5 separate regions of the Mus musculus genome follow, and all the other regions are linked to region 1. The links are chromatin contacts, called in public HiChIP or PLAC-seq and promoter capture Hi-C maps. All regions are on one chromosome and are shown on one strand. The core of a region is the stretch at or near the end of the contact, and the rest is flanking DNA. Distances in the headings are between cores, read along the strand shown. Region 1 holds the start of Syngap1 (synaptic Ras GTPase activating protein 1 homolog (rat)). Region 2 holds the start of Cmtr1 (cap methyltransferase 1). Region 3 holds the start of Fgd2 (FYVE, RhoGEF and PH domain containing 2). Region 4 holds the start of Pkd1 (polycystin 1, transient receptor poteintial channel interacting). Region 5 holds the start of Mapk8ip3 (mitogen-activated protein kinase 8 interacting protein 3).

Evidence for each region. Promoter capture Hi-C pulls out the DNA fragments that hold promoters and counts their contacts. HiChIP or PLAC-seq counts read pairs in DNA pulled down with a chosen protein or histone mark.
Region 2: a contact with region 1 is called in a promoter capture Hi-C map of liver, with 3 times the contacts expected there. The contact joins the promoter of Cmtr1 here to the promoter of Syngap1 in region 1. A contact is called at or near these places in 2 of 39 promoter capture datasets (hippocampal neurons and liver).
Region 3: a contact with region 1 is called in a promoter capture Hi-C map of pre-B cells, with 2.5 times the contacts expected there. The contact joins the promoter of Fgd2 here to the promoter of Syngap1 in region 1. A contact is called at or near these places in 2 of 39 promoter capture datasets (liver and pre-B cells).
Region 4: a contact with region 1 is called in an H3K4me3 HiChIP or PLAC-seq map of embryonic stem cells, with 7 times the contacts expected there. The contact joins the promoter of Pkd1 here to the promoter of Syngap1 in region 1. A contact is called at or near these places in 1 of 39 promoter capture datasets (embryonic stem cells) and 1 of 115 datasets of contacts at active chromatin or transcription factors (embryonic stem cells).
Region 5: a contact with region 1 is called in a promoter capture Hi-C map of the 3T3-L1 cell line, with 4 times the contacts expected there. The contact joins the promoter of Mapk8ip3 here to the promoter of Syngap1 in region 1. A contact is called at or near these places in 3 of 39 promoter capture datasets (the 3T3-L1 cell line and liver).

What each region holds. Positions count from the first base shown.
Region 1 is chr17:26,939,313-26,943,776 of GRCm38.p6, reverse strand. It overlaps Syngap1 (synaptic Ras GTPase activating protein 1 homolog (rat)), which reads right to left and starts at 2,527. Exons shown (of 19, transcript NM_001281491.2): 1 at 2,259-2,527. The coding sequence starts at 2,325. It overlaps Cuta (cutA divalent cation tolerance homolog), which reads left to right and starts at 4,239. Exons shown (of 7, transcript NM_026307.3): 1 at 4,239-4,326; 2 at 4,409-4,460. The coding sequence starts at 4,419.
Region 2 is chr17:29,658,295-29,662,758 of GRCm38.p6, reverse strand. Cmtr1 (cap methyltransferase 1) reads right to left here and starts at 2,164. Exons shown (of 24, transcript NM_028791.6): 1 at 1,988-2,164. All of the region lies in intron 7 of Gm28043 (predicted gene, 28043), which reads right to left. It overlaps Gm20161 (predicted gene, 20161), which reads left to right and starts at 4,430. Exons shown (of 2, transcript NR_167666.2): 1 at 4,430-4,464.
Region 3 is chr17:29,359,172-29,363,635 of GRCm38.p6, reverse strand. Fgd2 (FYVE, RhoGEF and PH domain containing 2) reads right to left here and starts at 2,722. Exons shown (of 16, transcript NM_013710.4): 1 at 2,479-2,722. The coding sequence starts at 2,543.
Region 4 is chr17:24,547,321-24,551,784 of GRCm38.p6, reverse strand. It overlaps Pkd1 (polycystin 1, transient receptor poteintial channel interacting), which reads right to left and starts at 1,835. Exons shown (of 46, transcript NM_013630.2): 1 at 1,308-1,835. The coding sequence starts at 1,522. It overlaps LOC115488769 (a long non-coding RNA gene), which reads right to left and starts at 1,301. Exons shown (of 2, transcript XR_003952238.1): 1 at 1-1,301.
Region 5 is chr17:24,934,376-24,938,839 of GRCm38.p6, reverse strand. It overlaps Mapk8ip3 (mitogen-activated protein kinase 8 interacting protein 3), which reads left to right and starts at 1,863. Exons shown (of 33, transcript NM_001163449.1): 1 at 1,863-2,303. The coding sequence starts at 1,986.

The DNA of each region.
Region 1 (4,464 bases), core at 1,278-3,777:
AAAAAAAATGGGATCAACAGTTATGCACACTCAGGTGCTCCATCTTTGCTGTCTCGATAGCATCGTTGCCACATACCATTTATGGGGACACAGTGAAGGAAAGGCCTTCAGGGAGTCAGAAGAGTTAGATTGGTGATATTGGAGTGATAAAACTAGGCTTAAGGGATCAACTGGAGGATGTTCACAGGAAGAAAAGTCCAGGGCTATCACCTGTGCAGGGTAATTAACTTGGGCATGTTTCAGGAGAACTGGCCTTTGAGCTTCATTCCAGGCCCTAGAGTAACTTTAGGAAACTCCATCCCCTTACTGATGATGGCCACCATTCTCAAATTTACCCAAATTGCAGGTCAGACAGAAAGATAAACACCTGGGAATTGTGCCTAGACCTCACAATGCTTTCAAAATTTCACTGTCTCGATGCTTTCTTGGAAACTCTACTCATATTTTCTAAATATCAAAGGTCACTGACAGGGTTGGTCATTATAGCTCAGTGGTCGGGGAAAAAAACCAAAACAATAATGACAACAAAAAACTCAAAAACCAACAACAACAAAAAAAACCCCACTAGGATTCAAAGCCCCAGCACAACAATAGCAACAACAACCTTCCATAACTTAGATCACAAACACTTGAGGCCTAGTACATCTCAACGCATGGTGTATCCAGGGGAAAAATCTGTTAATACATATAACCAAAACACAACAGAGGAGCTGCTCTAGGCTGCAGCTGGGCAAGCAGGATAGACCTCAAGGGACACTGTTCTACTGGGAACAGGAAAGGGACACAGGGAATCTTAGCTTAGGTACAACACACACACACACACACACACACACACACACACACACACAGAGAGATTCTATAGTTAAGAATACTAATGACCCTAGGAAGCAATGGAACATGGCAGAGGACAGGGAAATGGGAAATTTTTACTGGAATGAGAAGTTCCACAAGGGTCCAAGATGGGGGAATTCCTTAGAGCCCTGTTCCAACGATCAAAACCTGTGTTTTGGTAACCCCCCCCCCCAATCTCTATCACCCCAGGAAGCAGAGGGGACAAGAAGAGAGGAATCACCAGGTTGGGGAATAAGAGGAAATAAGCACAGACCATGTGACAAGATGGGAAGTGGGATAGGAAACAGAGGGTGAGCTGAGGGACAAGTAACAGCGTGAACCTAAGAGAAAAGGAAGATGGTAAAGATGGTGGTTGCTTGCCTAGGGCAAGGGAATGGACCAGAAGGTTTCAGCCAACATGGGGCAGAGGGAGTGAGAGAGACCTGTCAGGGGATCTGAGACACGGGGCCCAGGAGCAGCAGTGGTGTATTAAGGTAGTTATTAGAAGAGAGGGAGGGAAAGAGAAGAGATATGAGATAGGGACCAATACAGGGGAAGAACAGAAGGGGGACTCATATAAGAAACGGACACCATATGGGGGGAAAGATATAAGTGATGGACAGCAGAGGCAGGGAGGGGGACTGGAAAGAAGAGGTGGGGTGGGGGAAGGGGTCAAAGCGATTAAGAAAGCAAATGAGACTCAGGGATTGCATCTCACTTCTCCAGAGTCCTAATGAGGGCCAGTTACCCTCAGGATTTTTATCTGGCCCTTGTCCCCACCCCTCAATCTTACTTGCATCCCCCCCCCCAAACCAAAAAAAAAAAAACCACTTGATCCTCCCCCTTCTCTGGTGTCCCCTCCCCCAATCCTTTTTCTCTCTCCTCTCTTCCCTCCATCTGGACCCCCCACACCCCCCCACTGCCACCTTCTTTCTCCATCTGGCCCCTTCCCTCCCTCCATCCTCCTCTCTTTTCCTAAGTCCTACCACCCTGAGCCCCTCACCAAATTCCCTTCCCACCTTCTTGGTCTCTCATGCCGCCTGTGTTTTCATTTCCCCCCTACCCTCTCCCAAGACCATGCCTCTACTTCCTTGGTAATTTCTTCCTCACTCTGCTCCCAAATCCAAACCATTTCTGCAGCCTTTCCCCAAACTCAGTCCTCCCTTCTCATCCCTTTCTGACGCGCTTTCCCCTCCATCATCTTCCCCTCAGCCCCCTTGAAAAGGCCCGTGTCCCAGCCCCTCTATCCTACCCCTATGCCTCTAATCCCTCCTTTCCCACTGTTCCCACCTCTGCCTTCCCGACCCTCCCCTCTCCCTCCATTTCAGCCGCTCCTTCCCCTCGGTGGCCCCGGCCCTCCCCCGCCCGCTGCCCCTCCCCCTCTTGCCCCCCCATTTGGCCCTCCCCTCCCCTTACCACCACCGTACCTCTGAAGGGGGCATAGGACATCGCGGGGATGCTCCCCCGATGGATGGAGGCTCGAGACCTGCTCATCAGGCCTGAGGGGGAGGGGGCGGGGGGACGGGGGGAGAAAAAGAAGAGAGAAAGAGGGGGAGAGAAAGGGGGAGAAGGAGGAGGTGGAGGAGGAGGAGGAGGAGGAGAGAGGAGGAGAGAGGAGCGGAGAGGAGCAGAGAGGAGGAGAGAGGAGGAGGAGGAGGAGAATAAGAGCCAACGGCAGCAGCGGCAGCAGAGAGAGGGGGGGCGGGGGAAGCGAGCTAGAGAAGAGAGAGCAGGAGGAGGAGGGAGAGACTGCAGCCCCCACCCCTACCCAGGGAGACCCGGAAAAGGAGAGAACGAGGGACCCCTGACTCATACACACCAGGGAAGTCCCGTAGAAGCTGACCCAAGACCCTCAGACAGACCCCAGACCCAGAGAAAGATACTCACCACCTCACCCCCCCCCCACCTCCATACTCAACAAATTGGGTCTCACAGATCCAAATCTAGAAGGAAAGAGACCTCTGAGCTCAGACCCCACCCCCTAAATTAAAGAAAGGAGTCAGGGACCAGAATATGAGACTCTAGTGTCAGCAAGGTTCTCCAGACCCATGTTAATCTTATTCGAACCCTGGACTTGTAGTTTGGGAGACCCAAAACAGAGACCTAGACCCAAAGAAAAAGATGAAGCCAATATTAGAAAGTGCCCCAGGCCAGAATTAAATTTTAGAATCTAGCTAGAGGTAAGAAACCCCACATTCGTATCTCAAAGAAACTGCAAACTTGGGGATGAAGGAGGAGACATTCGGCTGACCCAAAGATGAAGATGACCACATAGAGATCTAAAATACATTACATCTGAAAGATGTGAGTTAGTGACCGATTGCGAGGTTCAATTTCCTGAAACAACTCCCCAGGTAACCCAGACCCTAGGAAGGGCCCAAATATTGGACCCCCACCCCCACAGGACCCAAATATTGGACCCCCAACCCCTCACCTACACACACAAGGATCTCTGAGAACCCCCCCCCCAACTCAAGAAAATGCAGAAGCCTAACAGGAGCCACCCATGCCAAGGACCCCAGACCTTGGAGGGAGGGCTAATATTTGGGCGGCAGGGCCCTTTTTCCTGCTGTCTCCACCCTCTTCTCTGTCCTCTCACTGGTCCCCTCTCCATTTTTGGGTCACTGGATGTGTTTAGGCTCCAGGGAGGTTATGTAGGGCAGGTCCTGGTTCCTTGGGGGAATGGATGAAGGTAAGGAGACCCAAGACCGAGAGGTGGGCCAGTCCTGGGGAGAAGAGTCAGCAAGGGGGAAAGAACAGGGTCACACTCTGAACTCTAACTTGCAACTCTCATTTCTCCTCTCCACTCATTTGTCAGCCTCTGTCCGAAGCTTTGGGCTCTGGGTATCTTCCATCACCCACTAGCCCATTTACAGGTGTCACCCAGTGCTTTGAAAAGGTGTCTTTCCTCTCCCAGCCACGGCAGTGCCAGGTCTGAGCCTGCCTGATCACTGCCCCCTACCCAGGGACAGCTGGCTTCTCAGCTCGGTGCTAACGCAAGGGCGGTGGCGGGGGGTGGGGGGAACTGTCCCCACCCAAGGCTGCCTGTCAGCGCGGGGAGGGAGGGGGGCTGTTACTAGGCACACTCCGGAGCTCAGGACAACTCCCCGGCCCCAGCCTGACGCAGCGACAGCGCGGGTCGCCAGGTCTCACGTCACGTGGACCGCGAGGCCGGCCAGCAATTGGCCTCCGCTCGCTGCTCCTGAGGCGGCGCCGCCTGAAAGGACAGGCCTCATCACGTGACGGCGGGTCGCCGCAGCGGCGTTCCCCTGCCAGCAACCGGTTGAGGATTCACGGAAATGGGCGGGCCGCTGGGGCGCACGACCTCAGATAAAGCTGCCGATTGGTCGGAGGGCTCGACGCCACGCCCACTTAAGAGGGCGGGGCTACCGGGCCACTTGAGGGCCGGGATTGGCCAGGTCTGGAGACTCCGGGAAGGCAGGGCTGCTCCTGTCACGTGGTGCACACTGTTTTCGCGTCACGTGGCTACTGCAGGTAAGAGGCGGCCGCTCCGCCGGGGCTCGGGGTCCTTCGTCCGTGCAATGAGCGGCCATTGATTTCTTCTTTTCTCTACCAGCGCGGGCTGCATGAACTGGGGGCGGGCGCCCGGCGTCTTGCTCGGCGGAGGGGTGA
Region 2 (4,464 bases), core at 915-3,414, 2.7 Mb before region 1:
TTCCAAGGACAGTCAGAGAATGATTTTTTTTTTCATCATCTTTACCAGAACAATGAAGATCTTATTATGTATGGGGAAAATGATGGGATTTGGCCTGTTTCCTGTTTTGAAAAAAGAAAGAGCACAGCGTAAGGCATGGAAGTACAAGCTGAGTGACAGCCAAGAGGGGTAAAAGAGACAACAGATGACTTAGTAATGGGATACAAATGACTTTTTTTTCTATAAAAAAAATTTTGACATTAATTTTTAAGAATACAAGTACAACTCCACAATAAGGAATGGAGAGCTGGGTGCACTTGGCACCTGCCTCTGTCTTAATACTCAGGAGTCTGAGGAAACCTGTAGAGAACCTGCAGCAAACTCCAAGGGCTCGAGGATGTCGCTCTCCCACAGAGCCTTGCCCTGCACATGCAAGGCCCTGGATCCCAGCCCAGCGCTGCACAGGGAAAAATGGAAGAACAGAAAGCTTCCCTCGATGGCCAGGAGCTGGTTTATGAGAAGCATAAAGTTTAAAAAAAGAAAAAAAAAAAAAAAAAAAAAAAAAGGACGAGGAGCTGGAGACATGTGTATGTCTTAAATTCAATTCCCAGCACCCACACCAGACAACTCGCAACTGCCTAGAACTCTAGCTCCAGGGAAACAGACACCTCTGGCCTATGCAGGTACCCACATGCCTATTTAAAACAGTCGAAAAAAATCTTTAAAAAAAAAAAAAAGAATTACAGGCCGGGCGTGGTTGTGCACACCTCTAATTCCAGCACTTGGGAGGCAGAGGCAGGCGAATTTCTGAGTTGGAGGCCAGCCTGGTCTACAGAGTTCCAGGACAGCCAGGGCTACACAGAGAAACCCTGTCTCAAAAAGTCAAAAAAAAATTACAAAATCTTCAGGAAAAGTAGTGTATTCAAAGAACTCAGAAAAGAGAAAAGACTTAAAAGTTGGAGGTACACTGGTATCTTTGGGGAACAGGGACGCTGGGATACAAGAACAGACTTCTCTGGCGTTTGAGTCAGACATATAGTTTTAAGACCATGTGTTGTTTTGACTATGAACTGATACTCAATATTGTCTATGAAAATCAGAGCCAGTTCAACTTATTTCAAAATATTTGCTGGGGTGGAGGGAGAATGAGCATCAGCAGTCGAGGTAAGAAAGTAATGGAATTTGAAGGGATATAGCAATCCCTCCCCTTGAAACCTAGCAAAAGGTTTCCGTATTTCCAGCCCGAGGATGAACCTGTGGACCCAATGTACGATCATCCCAATCTCAGGTGGCAATTTCCTAAGTGACAGTAGCAGTGCCTATTAGAGGAAAGCAGGAAAGCCAGGCGACTGAGCCAACAGAAAGCCAGGCCCGAGGAGCCACATTTTTACTTGACATCACAGATAGGTGAGCCTACTGGAAAGCTCATCGCTGAGGCTTCACAGCACATAAAATGGGTCTCATTTAACTCTTAAGTCGTCCCGGTGGGTGTGGGTGAAGCGGGGGTGGGGGGTGCCACTGGGAACTCAGTGTGGTCTGCGATGGGGCAAGTGAGAGAACAGGAAACAGCTTTGTAGAAGGGCAAGGCGGCAGATACGAACGTCCCCCTCCACCACAGCACCTTCGACTGGGGCCTCGCAGGGAATCCAAGCCAATCCTCTCATTTCCTCGGCCAGGGGAAGGCCAAAGGGCTATCGAGTGACCTACAATGGCAGACGCGCTGTGACCAGGCACTTCTAAGCGCTGCTAACCCCCGTATGCAGAGGGGAAAGAAGGGAACGCCATCTCCCCGACGGAGCTTCTCCTTTGGAAACGTCAGGTGTGATACTGTGTGCGCGGCGACCAGCAGCAGCGGCAACCTCGGCTCCGAGAGGTTGCTGGGGACAAGACAGGGGGCAGGAGCAGAGAGAGGCTACCCGAAAGCGGGCAAAGCGGCCGCCGCAGGGGAAGGATGCTGTGCCCGTGCGCCCGCCCGCTCGCACCCCCGGGGCCGCGCGCCTGCACTCACGCTGAGGGGATGGGGCGAGTAGCCGGCGAGCGGAGACGAGGGACCAGGCCGCCACTGTCGCCGCCCAGGCTGGCCCTGCAACCTCCTCCTCCCTCACTTTCGTTTTCCTCGCAGGGCCGGCTAGCTGCGCGGTCGCGCTCGGAACCCGCCCCGCGGGCGGCGCCGCTTGATAACGTCACGAGCCCGCCAGCCCCGCCCCCGCTGGGCTCAGGCTTGGCCCTGGGGAACTGCCCAGGTCGCACAGCGCGCAGGACCCGAGGCGCCTGCGCGGAAGGGGGACCGCGAAAGAATGGGGGGGCAGAGAAAAGCCACTAGGAAAATAACCCTTGTCTACTCTCGCCCTAAAGAAGGGAAATCAATACTTCACCTCAGTTTATTCATCTTGTTATGGATTACCTGAAGAAGGAAAACTCCCAAGATGTCTTAATAAATCATGTGGAGTCTTTATTATTTATTACCACCGGTGGGGCTGTCTCAGGCAGAGGAGCGGGAAGCACCCTCGGACCTCCAGTTTGTTCGACATTTTAAAGACAAGGACTGCAACTGTGATGTATACAGAAAGGCAGCTCCAAACATGTGCAACAAGCAAACATTGCTTTTTTTTTCTTTTCAGAAGCAGAGTGATAACAATTAAATGGTCAGGCAGTTAACCTTTAGGTCAGAATCACAATCACATGGTATAGAAATTTATGGCTGATCAAGAGACCAGTTTAGCATAAGATTTAATGACTGGTCGAAGTGACCGGAGACGAATTTTTGCCCAAAATAGTTTTAGCAATGAAAGTATTCTTAGGAGCTAGGTGGTAGTGTCGAACACCTTTAATGCCAGCACTCAGAAAGCAGAGACAGGCATATCTCTGTGAGTTCGAAGCCAGCCTAGTCTACATAGCTACTTCCAGGACAGCCAGGGATATATTGTAAGACCCTGACTTGGAAAGTGGGAAAAAAAAATCCTAGAAAGTGTTTCACAACATGGCGTAACTAGTTTGGTAGCTTACTACAGTATCGTCATTATATAGATTTAAGAATACAGTCAGAGGAGCCGGGCGTGGTGGCACACGCCTTTAATCCCAGCACTCGGGAGGCAGAGGCAGGCCTATTTCTGAGTTCGAGGCCAGCCTGGTCTACAAAGTGAGTTCCAGGACAGCCAGGGCTACACAGAGAAACCCTGTCTCGAAAAACAAAACAAACAACAACAACAACAAAAAAGAATACAGTCAGAGACACAAACTGGCCAAGGTCAAAGACCTGTTCCTGTTCCATAGGACATATTTAACATTGGACTAGGCATAGCTCAGTGTCAAGACTGTTCGTCCGGTACACACCAGATCCTAGATCTGATTCTCAATGCCTCAGACTAAAAGAAATAATGGCATCTGTGGCATTTGACCATATGCACTGAGATGGGCTGTAACTCTAACTCCTCTTCCCATTTTCAGACCAATATAACTTTGTTGGACATTCTCAGCTGCGTTTGTCTCTTAAACCCCGAGACTTCAAATGTCAACATATGTTCTCCCATAATGCTGCTTTTTTTAAAAAAAAAAAGGATTTTATTTTTATTTTATGTGTATGCGTGTCCTTCATGCACGTATGTATGTATGCCACATGCATATAGTACCCTTGTAAGCCAGAAGACAGCATCGGATCCCCTGGAACTTGAATTACAGATAGTTGTGGGTGCTGTGCTGAACCCAGGTCTGGAAGAGCGGTAAGTGCTCTTAACCCCTGAACCATCTCTGCAGCCCCTTTCCCAGGTGGCTGGCGCTATATGATTCAGTCTGTTTATTTGTCCAGAGATCTGATGAGTTTACCTTTTCTTCATTTCCCTGAAGCCAACAATGCACTTGAGACTTGAGTTCAAGTTTGCCTTCTACTTGTCAGGTAAACATCTCCTACCCTATCATACCTCATCCTCCCCCTCCCCTCCCCTCTCCCCCTTTCCAACCCTCCTTCTCCCTCTCTTACCCACCCCTAAAGCTTTTGCAGTAATCTCCAACTTATGATGCCTGTCTCCAAACACCTCTGTTTGAAGCTTTGTTTGTATTATCATGTGTGAGCCTATGGCAACCCATCAGTGACTCGACCCTGCCAGTGACTTCCCACTGCTCTTAGGATGACACCAATGTTCTCTAGGTGGCCTCAAAGCCCTTCAGCCTTGTCCTACTAGCCCATCACTTCTCACCCTCCTGGTGCCGTCTTTCTCAAACACCTTGTCCCTAGGGTTTCTCTCCCTGCTTTCTCTCAATGGACCATCATTTCCCTTCATGATGCTAATGACCACTTACCCCTCCAGTTTGAATGTAGTGATGATAGTAAAATATGCATTTTAGATAAGTAAAAATAGCTTAGTCAGGATCCCTTCTACACCCAAGGCTGTCCCAGATAAGCAGAACCCAGTGACATCACTCACTTAAGATAACCATACAGTCCTAGAACTCCATGACATCTACTGGACAGTATGCAAGCAGAGACCG
Region 3 (4,464 bases), core at 1,473-3,972, 2.4 Mb before region 1:
GTGCCTGGCACAGTGTAGGAACCTGTCAAAGCTTATGAATCTTCCTCAGCCCCCTTCCTCCTCCCTTTTTTTTGAGCCAGAGACTCAAGTACCACAGGCTAGCCTTGACCCCTTTATAGTGGAAGACGACCTTGGACTTCTGGTGCTAGGATCACATGCATGAACCACTACGTCTGGCTTACATGGTGTGGCCAGGGGGGTGCGGGGGGCGGCAGGGTTTTGTGCACGATAAGCAAGTGCTCTACCAACAGAGCCACGTCCCAGGTGCCACCAGCATCCTTCTGAGTGTCCTCTGGGAGGGAACTCCATCAGTCCCTAAATGAGTCATTATGGCCTATTTTATTCTCTGGGGAACTACATACTTCCCTGTTTCAAATGCAAACACATCTAGAGAGAACCCCTCCTTTGGCACACAGATCTTTCAGGGGCTCCCTCAGGATCACGCCCACCTATGTTCTTCCCCCTTGCTTTCATCTCTGTATCTCTCCCGATACATCAAGGGAAGGTGGGCGCCAGAGAGTAATTCAGAGCAGGGACTCAGATGCTGAAACTGGGCCTTTTCAGGGATGCCTATGGCCTTCACACAATTACCAGGGGACAAAGCCATCCTGCAGAGCAGGGTCCCTGTTCCCCAGGTTCAGCCCTCACAGGACAGTTTTGCTGTGCAGCATTTACCAGTCCTTTGTAGGCCAGAGAAACCCACACTGCCAGAGCCAGGCATGTGCAGGGAGATAGCCAGGGTGACAGCGCTGGGTAGGCATCCCCTCGAGAAAGACAGACAGGGAAACGGAGGCCAGACAGGTACCGAGCCTCCAAACCCGATGAGAAAGAATGTCCCTGCGTCCATGCTGCAGATGTGGAGACTGAGGCAGAAAGGATGGGAACCTGAAAGTGGGGCAGGTAGGGGCAGCTGACATCCAAACCTCCATGCTAAGCTGTCTTTCCTCTTGATGTCAAGGACAGAGAGACCCAGAGAGCTGAGGTGATTGTCCTGGTCACAGGGCCTGGTGTAGGAAGAAGGACCGAGGTGGCCCATTCCAGACATAGAAAATGGAGTTCCTTGGCCTCAGGGCCTGCAGCCAGGGAGAGGGGGTTGGGTGAGAGGGTGCTGAGTCTCAGGTTTTTCTCCTGTACATTTGGTTTCAGCTTCTGCATTTCTAAGCACTCAGGCCTGTGCCTGTTTCCTCTCTAGCCCTCAGTTTCAGATCAGCTAGGCACCAAGGGCTCCACAGAGAGACGCCTGCATGGTCCCCTTGCTCAGAGCCTGACTCTCACACTCCTGACCACGCTTCTAGTGACCCACTCCTCTGTATGGCTACTCTACCTGCAAGGTGCAGCCAGACACCACTCAGTAGCCCAAGGGCTGGCATCTACATGAGCCTACGCCCCCTCCAGCATGAGTGTGGTGGGCCAAGAGGGCGGTGGGAATGAGCTGTCCCAGGTGCTGAATAGGATGCACTCAGCCAAGCTCCTGGAGAGGCAGAGTCAGGCTGCTCACCCAGGAAGTGAAACTTCTGCAGGGGTGAATGTGGGCTTCCACGTGGAGGCCCCAGGCACCTCCTGTGCATGGCCTGCAGGCCCACAACACAGCGTGGAGGCCTTCCCAGGGCATCTAAAGCCTGTGGCCTGGTGTCTCAGAAGGACGGAACTTTGTATCACAAGTAGAAATCTACCCCTGCATCCTCCACAGAACTCTAGGCACTAAGCTTTGTTCTTGTGGCTCCCGAGGGCTGGGGACTCTGGTGGCAGACTCCTTATCTTCATGTAAGAGTGCTGCTTTACCCAGCATCTAGCTGCTGAAGGCATGGGGACTCACTGTGGTGTACCCGGGTTCTGGAACCCTCTACAACAATCCAGGGCTCAGCCCCTCCCTCCACCTGCCCCTCCTCCCCTCGTCTCTCAGGTCCCCACAGCTTCCCCCTAAGCCTCCTGAGGCCAACCTCTATCTGCTTCCAGAGGACCAAAGGCACTCCCAAACCACAGGCCTGCAAAGCGGTTTCATGTCTCACACTCACGCCCCTCCAAGGCCACTCAGGACCCCTCCCACTCCTGGCTTTGTCTTTTCCCTTCAGACACAAGTGCCAGCACAGCCCCAAAATTCAAAGAAGCTAGTTCCTGTGTCCCCTCTTCTGTTCTCCCTATGATGGGAACCAAACAAGTCACACCCTAGGGCCATCAGAGTAAGCCCTGAGGTATAGAAAGGAACTTAGGAGAGAGGCCTGGTGAGCATGGCTCTGCTTTGTCCCAGTCAGCCACATTCCATCTGTGTCCCGCCTTCCTGTTCCCATTTGTGTCCTGGTGTGAGTGGGATGTGTGTGTGCATGGATTGGAGATCTCCCATGCTCACCCTGTCCAGCTTACTACCACAAGAGCAGTGGTTGCCTGTACTGCCAGGCACCCAGGATGGAGGGACCCCAGGTGCTGCCCCAAAGTACCAGATCAGATAGAAGGGCTCGACCCCTCCCCCACCATCTGTACCTGTTGTTCTCAAACACAGCCACCAGGTTGCACACTGAGTCCTGCTTCTCACAGGCTCGCTCCATCCTGCTAGCCTGCAAGGTGGTCCTCAGTTACCCCAGAAGCAGGGAGGGAGGCAATAGGCTGGTGCCCTCAGCACTCCCTGGCCAGCGGGTGAAGCAGGTCTACCACAGCCTGGAATCTGCCCATCGCTTCTGACTGCCTTGGGGCAGTTCCTATCTTCAGAGTGAAAAAAGAGGAAGTGGTCCCAGTAGCTTGGAAGAGAGGCCAGCACTCCCTACTGTGGGAGGAGCCTGTCAAACTCTCCTTGCTGTGGGAGGAGCCTGTGAAGTACTGCCCGGCCCTCTTGGCATCTGACCTTTACCTCTCAGATACTTCTACCCAGTCCTGTTAGAGAAGGCACGGGCTGTGGCAACAGTGGTCACAGGACGTTTCTGGAGCCGGATCCTGGGATGAGCAGCTTCCTGGATATCCAATTCTCTGCATGGGGGGAAAGGGGACGGCTCAGGGATGTTTTACTTAGTACCATTCTCAGCATCTTCCTTGCATCTGGCGCTGTGCACTGCTGATGGAAAAACAGCTTTTAAATTAAAATGGACCACAGGGTTGGGGATGTAGCTCAGCTGATAGAGAATGCTTGCTTGGCATGCGGGAAGCCCAGGGCTTTATCCTCAGCACTGTAGAACTGGGTATCATGGCACATGCCCATGGCACCCACTTGAGAGGAGAAGTCCAAGTTCTTCCTTGACAACGTAATGAGTATAAGACCAGATTCGGCTACGTGAGACCTGTCTCAAAAAAAAAAATGGGGTCGGATGGGGTGGGCTTTGAGATGGTTCAGGGGTAAGAGTACTTGTAGCCAAGCCTGGCAGCTTGAGTCTAACCCTGGAGCCCCACATGGTGGAAAAAAAATAGACTTTTCCTTTCTTTTTATTTACTTTTATTTTTTATGTGTATGAGTGTTTGGCCTGTGTGAGTCTATTATACCACATTCGTGCCTGGTACCCACAATGGTCAGAAGAGGGTGTTGTGGGAATGGGACCTAGGTCCTTTCTAAGTTCTCTTAACCTCTGAACCAATTCTCCACCCAAAATGCAGACTCTTTCAGGTTGCCTCTGGGCTCCAACCCACACACACTGTATCTCTTGTACTCCTACCCTAAAAAAAACATCTAAAGCTGAACTGGTGGTGGCACACACCTTTAGTCCCAGCACTCGGGAGGCAGAGGCAGGCAGATCTCTGAGTTTGATGCCCACTTGGTCTACAGAGTAACTTTTTTTTTTTTTTTCAAGACAGGGTTTCTCTGTAGCCCTGACTGCTCTGGAACTCACTTTGTAGACCAGGCTGGCCTCGAACTCAGAAATCCACCTGTCTCTGCCTCCCAAGTGCTGGGATTAAAGGCGAGCGCCACCACGCCCAGCTCCAGAGTAACTTTTAAGACAGCTGGGGCTACACAGAGAAACCCTGTCCGGAAAAAAAAAAAAAAAGAAAAATAGGGCAAACAAAACAAAAAACCCCACAGACTGTGAGGATATGCAGGAAGGGGTCCTGTGGTCCCCAACACCTCTTTGGATGCTTTTGTCTTAATGATGTTGATATTTCTCTAGTGGCCCGGGTTGGAGAGCCCCTATGGGTTAGAGCTAACAAGTCTCCTCTCTTTCACTCCCATAGCTGTGTTACACAGTGTGCTCCCTTATCAGAAATGGAGGCCAATGGAAGTCAAGACACCTGACTGAGGTCACCCAGGAAGAACAGGGGAAGAACTGCCATTTCTGAAGCCCAGGTAAGTGTCCTATGACTCCAGCAAAGACCCAGGGAACCTGGAGGGTGACCTCCATGCACTCCATCCTCAGGGTCCCCTGATCACAGCACCCTAGGGAAATCTGCCTCTTGGTCACTCAGGGTTTCTAGAACACGTGACCAGCGCCTCTGCTCTGCTCATTCAAGCTGGAAAGCCATTCATTCATTGCTCTCCCATGGATCCTG
Region 4 (4,464 bases), core at 586-3,085, 2.4 Mb after region 1:
AATCTCAGCTCCATACTAGGGTGAAGTCACCAAGCCCATTATAAAAACCAGTGAAAGGGACCATTTCTACTTTAACAAGTTCCTGAGGGAATTGCAGCAAGAACTACTGTGGCTGAAGTGCCCAGGAAGTCTAAGAGGTTGGAATCAGCCGGGCAGTGGTGGTGCACACCTTTAATCCCAGCACTCGGGAGGCAAAGGCAGGCGGATTTCTGAGTTCCAGGACAGCCTGGATTACAGAGTGAGCTCCAGGACAGCCAGGGCTATACAGAGAAACCCTGTCTTGGGGGAAAAAAACAAAAACAAAACAAAACAAAACAAAAAAAAAACCGGTTGGAATCAGTTAATCCTGAGACAAATTACTGCAGTCTGCAATCTCCTCTTAACATTTTTGATCCAACCCTGGTTGCCAACACTGCAAAGGTCCAAACCTAAGCTATGATGTCTAGGCTGTGATACCTTGAAAATACATCGCATCTCCAAGCTTCTTTCCTCACCTGTAAAACAGAGGTCTGGCTCTACGCCAGAGAACTGGACTAAGAATTAAGTGTGATAATCTATAAAAAGAGACTAGTTAAGCCTGGTTCAAGATGTTGATCTCTCAGTGAGATTTGCCTGTTACTTTCAGAAGGCAAAACTGCCGAAATGGCAAATGTTTTAACCCCTCCTGGCAATTTCCCCTCCCTAAGTACCACTAGAGGCCCACATCCATCACACCCTCTACTCCCTAACACTTCTCCAGCAGTCACTATGTGTGGCCAACCTCAGGCCAGGCCGCTGGACCAACCTTTTGTCCCTTAAACATAGTCAATTCTTACACATCCATAAAATTCTTGTCGAGACTCTTCCCCTAGAGGCCAGCTCTGAGCCCCAACAGAAATCTCCAACCCCAGGATACACCTCAATTAGTCTCTAATTAACGTTTATTCCGCAACCTCCTACCACGCCCCACGCACTGTTGTAGCTCCTGTTTGAGGAGCCCCGCAACGTAAAACGTCAGTCTTCGTAGGAACTGGGATTTTTGGCTACTCTTCTGGGTCACGCCGGCTGAGGTCCAAGGTTTTCCTTATTTAGTCGGGCCGACATCCCTGCTGGAGCCTCGCCCTAGGAGCGGCCAGGCCCCGCTGCGTCTTGCGGCCCGAGCTCAGGACCGCGCCCACGCTCTGCGGCCGACAGCCCGGCAAAGCTCCAGAAGGGCTCTATCTACCTCAGCCCTGCTCCCGCCGGACCCAGTCATGATGCTCTAGCCAGGCCGCCCGCCGCCATGGCAACCGCCTGCCCGCCTGCACTGCCTCGGCGCAGCTACTCACAGCGCGGTGGCGTCAGCCGGGATGCGCAGACTCGGCCCTAGCGTCTGCAGCCAGCGGCCGGAGCAATTGACGCGGCAGGCGGCGTCGGGCGCAGGGCCGCAAAAGCAGGGGAGCGGGCAAGGCCCGCAGCCGCGCCCAGGGTCTCCGGCCAGCGCTCCGAGCCACAGGCCCAGGCCTAGGGCCAGCGCCAGGAGAGCAGGCGCGCCGAGCGGCATCGTCAGCGCAGCCCGCGCATGGCCCCGGTTCCCCGAGGCCCCTTGCGCCGGCAGCCGCAGTTCAGGAGGGGCCCGCGGACCTCATGGTGCGGCACGGGGCTGAATGCCGCGGCGGCCGTGGCCCGTCTGCGGTGCGACAGCTGCTCAGCGCTCTGGGGCAGGCCGCACCTCAGGGCCTTGGCCGCCTGCTCGCGCATTCGCGCTGCACTGCAGACCCAGCGCCAGCTCCTCCTCCTCCCCCACCTCCGGCGTGGGGCGGGGCGCCCTCAGACTCCGCCCCTGCGCTTCCAAGTTGGCTGTAGGTGGGACTGGATGAAGAGAAGGCCTTCACAGGCTCCGCCCTCTTCATTGCAGATCCTGCAGTAGGCGGGGCCTGAAGGAAGGGCGCCCTCAGAGGCTCCGCCCAGTGAGCGTGAGCCTTGGTGGGCGGGGTCTCACGGGAGGGGAGTCCTCCGGAGGCCCCGCCTTCTGCACCGCTGGGTCTGCTGCAGACCAGGCTTGAAGGTGGAGGAAGCTCCGCCCCCTCTGCTGCGGCGTTTCGAGCCCCGAGTCAGGCTGCGGTTTGAGCAGCTGCCCGCTTAGGCTGTCCCCTACCCACAACGGCTGGAGAGCTTATGGCTATTCACCCTGCTTTCCCGAGTTCCCCCTTGAAGTCCTCTGGCTGTTGAGGCCTTCTTGGAGTCAGTAGGTTTCTTCGCTCCTAGCCTTCTGCAATCAACAGTCACAATATTAAAAACACTAGTAGGTGCAGAAGAGAGGGCTCAGCACTGGGTGGTGGTGGCAAAGACTTTAATCCCAATACTCGGGTGGCAGAGGCAGGTGGATCTCTGAGTTCAGAGCCCAGCTTGGTCTACAGAGTGAGTTCCAGGACAGCTAGGGATATACCGAGAAACCCTGTGGAGGTGGGGGGTCGGTTAGCGGATAAAGGAAGCCTAATCAGCTGAGTCCTCTCCCGAAATCCACGTACACAAATCCAACTTATACAAAGTTGTCCTCTGGCCGCAACACCCTGGCCATAGCATGCGCTCTACACTGATAATAAATTAAAAAAACAAAACAAAACAAAAAACCCTGCGACCTACAGTTTCTGGGTGCCAGCTGTGCGAGCTTCCACTTCGCAAGTCTTCTCTGACCCTGGAGAGTACCGCCGACCTGAGTCAATAAATACTTGCTGCGTCATATCATGGACCTCTGCCAGAGCATGCTGCAGAGGCTCAGAAGTGATGCATGAGATTGAGCTCACCTGGAGTGGGTGCAGTTTAGCGCCGTGCCCTCCACCACTCCGCGCAGACCACCCTGCGGAGGTGCTGGGGAGACGCTGTACCACCCGCCCACCCGCCAAGCAGCTCCATCTCAGGCTTCAGTCTCCAGGTACTGTAGATCCTTGTGCGCAGGAGCTAAAGACAAAATTAAATTGAGAGAAAAGACTCCAACCATAGCACCGGGGAGTAATCCTTGAAAAAAATGTTTAGACGTCCAAATACCAAGAACTACACAGGAAATATTCAAAAAGGGAAAGAAAAATTAAATTAAAAAGGGAGAGAAAAGTCCACAAAGACAGGAAGTTGATGAGTGCCTTGAGACTGGAGGAAAGGGGTGGGACGTTCTTTGGGGCCAATAAGCATGTTTGTTCCGTAATTAGACGAGTGAATGAACAGCCTTATTAAATATATTGAAACGCACAGAAGCCGGGTGAGGTGGCACACGCCTTTAATCCCAGTACTCAGGAGGCAGGGGCAGGCAGATTTCTGAGTCCAAGGCCAGCCTGGTCTACAGAGTGAGTTCCAGGAAAGCCAGGGCTACACAGAGAAACCCTGTCTCGAAAAACAAACAAACAAACAAAACCAACTCACAGAGCATGCATGGTAGCATGCGCTTCTCAGGCCAGTACTCTAGAGTGAGAGGTTCCTAAAAGCTCCTGACCAGACTACTTAATTAATTTCTCACAGGACTTCCAAGGACACCCTTTTAACCTCTCTCAGCTCCTTCATGGATGAGAATAACAAATACCCATACAAAAAACATAACTTTTTTTTTAATTTTCTGAGGCAGGGTTTGACTGTATAGTGGTCCTGGATGTCCTACAACTCATTCTGTAGACCAGGCTGGCCTTAAACTCACAGAGATCATCTACCTACCTCTGCCTCCTGAGAGCTGGGATTAATGAGTAGTGACACCAGGCTTGGCTTAAATATTCTTAAAAACAATACTAGATATCACGCTTGGGGAATCGTATCTCAATTTTATGTTAGTATGTGTGTGCATGTGTGTGTTCATGCATGCAGGTTCGGACAACATCTCACTAGATAGCCCTAGCTGGCCTGGAGCTCAGATATGAACCTGCTTTTGCCTCCAGATTAAAGGCATGCTCTCCCCCACATCTAACTCATTTGGGGTTTTTTGTTTTGTTGTATTTTTCTCACACTGTAGCCCAGGCTCGGCCTCAGACTTAAGACAATTCCTGCCTCAGCCTCCTGAATGTTGGGGTTACAGGTTTAAACCATCATATCTGATTAACAGTTATGCTTTACAGATAAGGCAAGTTTTGTGTTTTTTTTTTTTAATTTTTAGACAATATTTCACCATGTAGCCCTGGCTGATCCCTATGTGAACCAGGCTGACCTTGAACTCACAGAAACCTACCTCCCTCTGCCTTTAGAGTGCTGGAACTAACGGTGTACACCACTTCACACAGCAATAGTTTTGTTTTTGTTTTGTTTGTTTTTTGAGACAGGGTTTCTCTGTATAGCCCTGGCTGTCCTGGAACTCACTTTGTAGACCAGGCTGGCCTCAAACTCAGAAATCCGCCTGCCTCTGCCTCCTGAGTGCTGGGATTAAAGGCGTGTGCCACCACTGCCCGGCTGTTGTTTTTCAAGACAGGGTTTCTTTGTGTAGCCAGGCTGGCCTCAAACTCACAGAGATCTTCCTGCCTCTGCTGGGAT
Region 5 (4,464 bases), core at 614-3,113, 2.0 Mb after region 1:
TTCTGGCTCCTCATTTGGGCAATTAAAAACTAACTCCGGTGGGACTGGACCTGTGGGGAGACCACTGGCTGCTCTACCAGAGGATCTAGATGCTATTTCCAGAGCCCACGTGACACTCAAAACCCCTAGTTAACTCCAGCTCCAGAGCGTCCAGCACCCTCCTCTGGTTTCTGTGGGCACAGGGCACATACAAGTGAAACACCATCTACAGTAAATACTAATAACTGGCTCGGGTAGCAGTCACTGCAAGTGCTACTGCAGTATGCCCCTTCTCGTCAGCCTGTTTTCCTAGTTGGTTGATAATATAATACGTAGGCTCAGTTTTGCAGGCTTGAAAAATTAAATCAGTATCAAAATTCAGGCAACCTGAAAATGTTGTGGGGTGTTCACCGTGGAAGAATGCTCTGACATAGTTTTAAGCCAATAGGAAAGTCTTTATTAGCTGGCTGGTGAGTACACTGGGTGTTTAGGATCTCAAACAAGAAAGGCCTTGAGCCTTTCTCAGGATGAGCTTTTAAGGGCAAAGCCATGTTCTGGGTTGGCATGCTTCAGTTAACAAGAACAGTTAGTCAGAGGCAGAACTACAGAAGCCAAAAAGCAAAGTTAGGAATTTAGAGACTTTCTCAGAACTATCCACACTGAGGGATTGGGTCTGTTTTCATTCTTTTGGCAGGTGGTGCTATCTACATGCCGAGTTTTACAGCCTGAATTGGACTTCCATCATGGAGTGAGTTGTGCTAAGGTCTGAGGCATGTTACAAAACAATCTCTTAGAGTAGGTATTTATCTATGTGTTTGGAAAGATGAGGGAAGTATAGCCCCAGGTAATGGTGTATACTGAATGGCAGAAGCCAGGCATACCAAGTTCCAGGTCAGCCAGTGCTACACAGTAAGACTTTGCATATGAAATTGTGAGGAATGTTTTAAGTGCTCTGGACTTCAGCTACAAGAAGGACTGTGTTGGTTAAGAGTAAGATCTGGTGGCTTGCAGTTGAGAGTACTTGCTCTTAGAGGGGAGGACCTCTGTTCAGTTCTGGCCATCCATATGGCTGCTCACAACTGACCTTCTTAACTCCAATTCAGATGCCCTCTTCTGGCCTTCACAGACACCAGGAATGTGTGTGATGCACAAGTCTACATACAACCAAACACATACACATAAAATAACAAGTAACTTTTTTTTTTAAGAGGATGTGAATCTGAGCTGCCTTGGAAGGCTTTGGGGACCGGGAAAACCACGTAAGCAAGAAAGTAGTTCAAGGGCAGGAAAGATGGCTCAGTGGTTAAGAGCACTGGTTGTTCCAGAAGACCTAGGTTCAATTCCCAGCAACCACATGTTGGGTCACAACCATCTACAATGGGTTCTGATGCCCTCTTCTGGTGTGTCTGAAGAGAGCAACGGTGAATACATTAAATAAATTTAAAAAAAAAAAAAAAGAAAGAGGAAAAAAAAGCAAGTAGTTCAAAGTCAGGTTCATGGTGTCCCCAGCAAATGAACACATATAGATCGACTCGCTTTATATTTCTGTCTCAAAAGTACCGCCACACATAAGGATTTTAGAACCTGGTGTCCTGTGCAAAATGAAGCACTGCATGGAACTAAGCAACCAGCAGAGCGGGAAACAACCAGAAACAGGGCAAGCGACACATGTCGCGTGAACGTTGAGGGTGGCCAGAGTATGTATGACAAAGGTCTGAAGACAAACAGGACAGAGATAGAGAAGCATCCAGGTCACTCCAATCAGACTGAGCTACGTCCTCAAGAGCCACCAGCAACGCAGCCGGAAACGTTCCTTTAGCGTCAAGGCGCTCGGGGCGGAACTGGATGGGGCTCCACCCCCGCAGCCAGGCGGGACTTCCGGCAAGGGAGTGACGGGCGCGGCCTGGGCGGCGGCACGTCCTAAGGTAGCGGCTGCCTGAGGTGACAGCGGCCCGTGGATTCGGGCCCCGGAACGAGCCGCGCTGGCGGCGGCGGCGGTAGCCGCGATGATGGAGATCCAGATGGACGAGGGAGGAGGAGTGGTGGTGTACCAAGACGACTACTGCTCGGGCTCGGTCATGTCGGAGCGTGTGTCGGGCCTGGCGGGCTCCATCTACCGCGAGTTCGAGCGCCTCATTCACTGCTATGACGAGGAGGTGGTCAAGGAGCTCATGCCGCTGGTGGTGAACGTGCTGGAGAACCTTGACTCGGTGCTGAGCGAGAACCAGGAGCACGAGGTGGAGCTGGAGCTCCTACGCGAGGACAACGAGCAGCTGCTCACGCAATACGAGCGCGAGAAGGCGCTGCGCAAACAGGCCGAGGAGGTGCGTGGGCCCCGGCCGCCGCGGAGAGGGACGGTGAGGGACGGTGTGGGTAGCGTGGAGCAGCCAGCTCGGCTCAGCCGGCAGTATGCTGCTGATGCTGATGCTGATGCCGATGCTGCTGGGAGTGCCACTTTCTCCATCCAATTGGGACCTAGAGCACAGCCTGTGCAGAGTCCGGGAGACATGGGCCCCCATTCCTGCTGTCCTCTGACCTTGGCTGCCGCCTGCTGGCTCTGGGTTTTATTCCTTCCCGTCTTTGGAGCAAGTTGCCCTAGAATCACAAAGCCCAGAATTCTACAATTCTAGAAATAAATGCTCTTCGGTTTATGATGGGAAGTGCCTTCTTATATGAGGTTAAATTCCATTTAAGTGAAGTTGACTTGACACAGTCTTAGAGACTACTATTGAAATTAAGAGTCGATCTTGATATTTTGGCTTCTTATTAAGTTAGTGGCCCTGCATCACAGCTAGGATAAAAGCTTTGCTTATCTTGAATCATTCATACTTTCCATGGTTTGCCTTTTGATTGTCAAGATTTTGCTGTGAATGCATGGGCACCACATAACTGGCTTAATCAAGTTCTCTACATATGGGGGGATTCAAAAGCCTCAAAGGATGTGAGGAGGGCTTGGGTGACCTCAGAAACAGGGAACTGGCTCCAGAAACTGTCTGGGCTAGATCAAGGTCACACACTGACCACAGACAAAAGGACAGGCCAAGTAACAGGGTAGACCTTGGCAACAGCTTAAGCCTTACCTTCTGGGTTCATATTGCTGCCTAGTGGGGCAGTACCCTAGAAGTCTGCAGTGTTTGGTCCTTCTAGACCTGCCCTGGAGTTGTCTTGTGCCTGATACCACTCTCCATAGCCCTGACTCTCTGGGGACTTTTGATACATTGGCAAAGGACTTGGGTATTATTTCTTCCCCTTGCCTCCATACTTACATAGTCAAGATCACTAATGTGGAGAAAAAGAAGAAAATGAAGGTGTACTGTGGTAAGGCAAAGTTACATCCTTGTAAAATGGTTTCTGCTTGAGTGTTGACACTGTCCCCCGGGGAGGATGCCTCTGCCTTCCAGCTTAATAACAAGCTGGACGGAGCAGTGAGTGTACGTGGGGCTTAGGTTGTGCAGAAGACCCAGCTCTTGAAAGGAAGCTGAGCAATGCAATGAGTAAATAGATGCCAAACTGGCCCGGTGGAAGCCGGGGTTAAATGCCCATTTATGCCCTTGGAGGGACCTCCAGTGAGGGTAAAGCTGAAGGGGGACTAAACACTGTAAACAGCATCCTAGCTCCTGTGGAAAGACCTGCATGCTTATCTTCAGTTCTGTAAAAAGACTACAGTTTCCTTTTCTAAACAGGGATGGGTGATGAGATGGTGTAATAGCCCGGAGCGATGCATCACTGCATGCAGAGTTGTGCTGCAGAATTGCTGTCCCGGGCACTTTGCTTGTTTAAGCTTAGTCAGATATGGGTAATCTGAGCTGTCAGCAGCTTTCTGGGAAGACAGAATCCTAGGTTTTTAAAATTTTTAAACAGAGACAACATCGCAGCCCTTTCCTTCTTTCCTGATACCAGTATGTTTTGATACCAGGTGGTTCCCTCTCTGGGACTCAGAACCTGAGAGGAGGGGCTCAGCTGTAGTGTTGACAGAAGAAACCAGCCTGGCTATCCTGCCCCCGGGGACCACACACCTTACCCAGCCTCTCCCTCTTTCTCTCAGACCTTCAGTTGTAGCTGTTTTATAAAATGAGTGAGTTACCAAAAGTAGTGAATCAGGTTCACTACAAGTATCACTGTTGACCACTGGTTACCTAGAAAGAGAACTGTGGCAAGGTGGATTTAGAAGCGAGGGCAGTGCCCCTAATGTTTCAACTCAGACTTGGGCCTCATAATCTGTCGAGTTGTTACTGATTGGTACTGTTCTAATGTAAAGTGGTTTGTATCCCTTGGTCATTTTCCTCTGGAAGAGAAAAGGACTAGAAAGGCAGCTAACTGTACTAGCCTTTTTCCTTGCAGTAGACAAGCACTTAGATCAAGGAAAAAAGATGTTTTTTGAAAGACAGAGTATTGTCGTTATTATTGCCGTTATCTTTCTTAGCCCTAAGGATGTGGTAGAAGCACCCTTCAGGTTATCTCAAGAAACTCCAGTGGGTTCTCTGG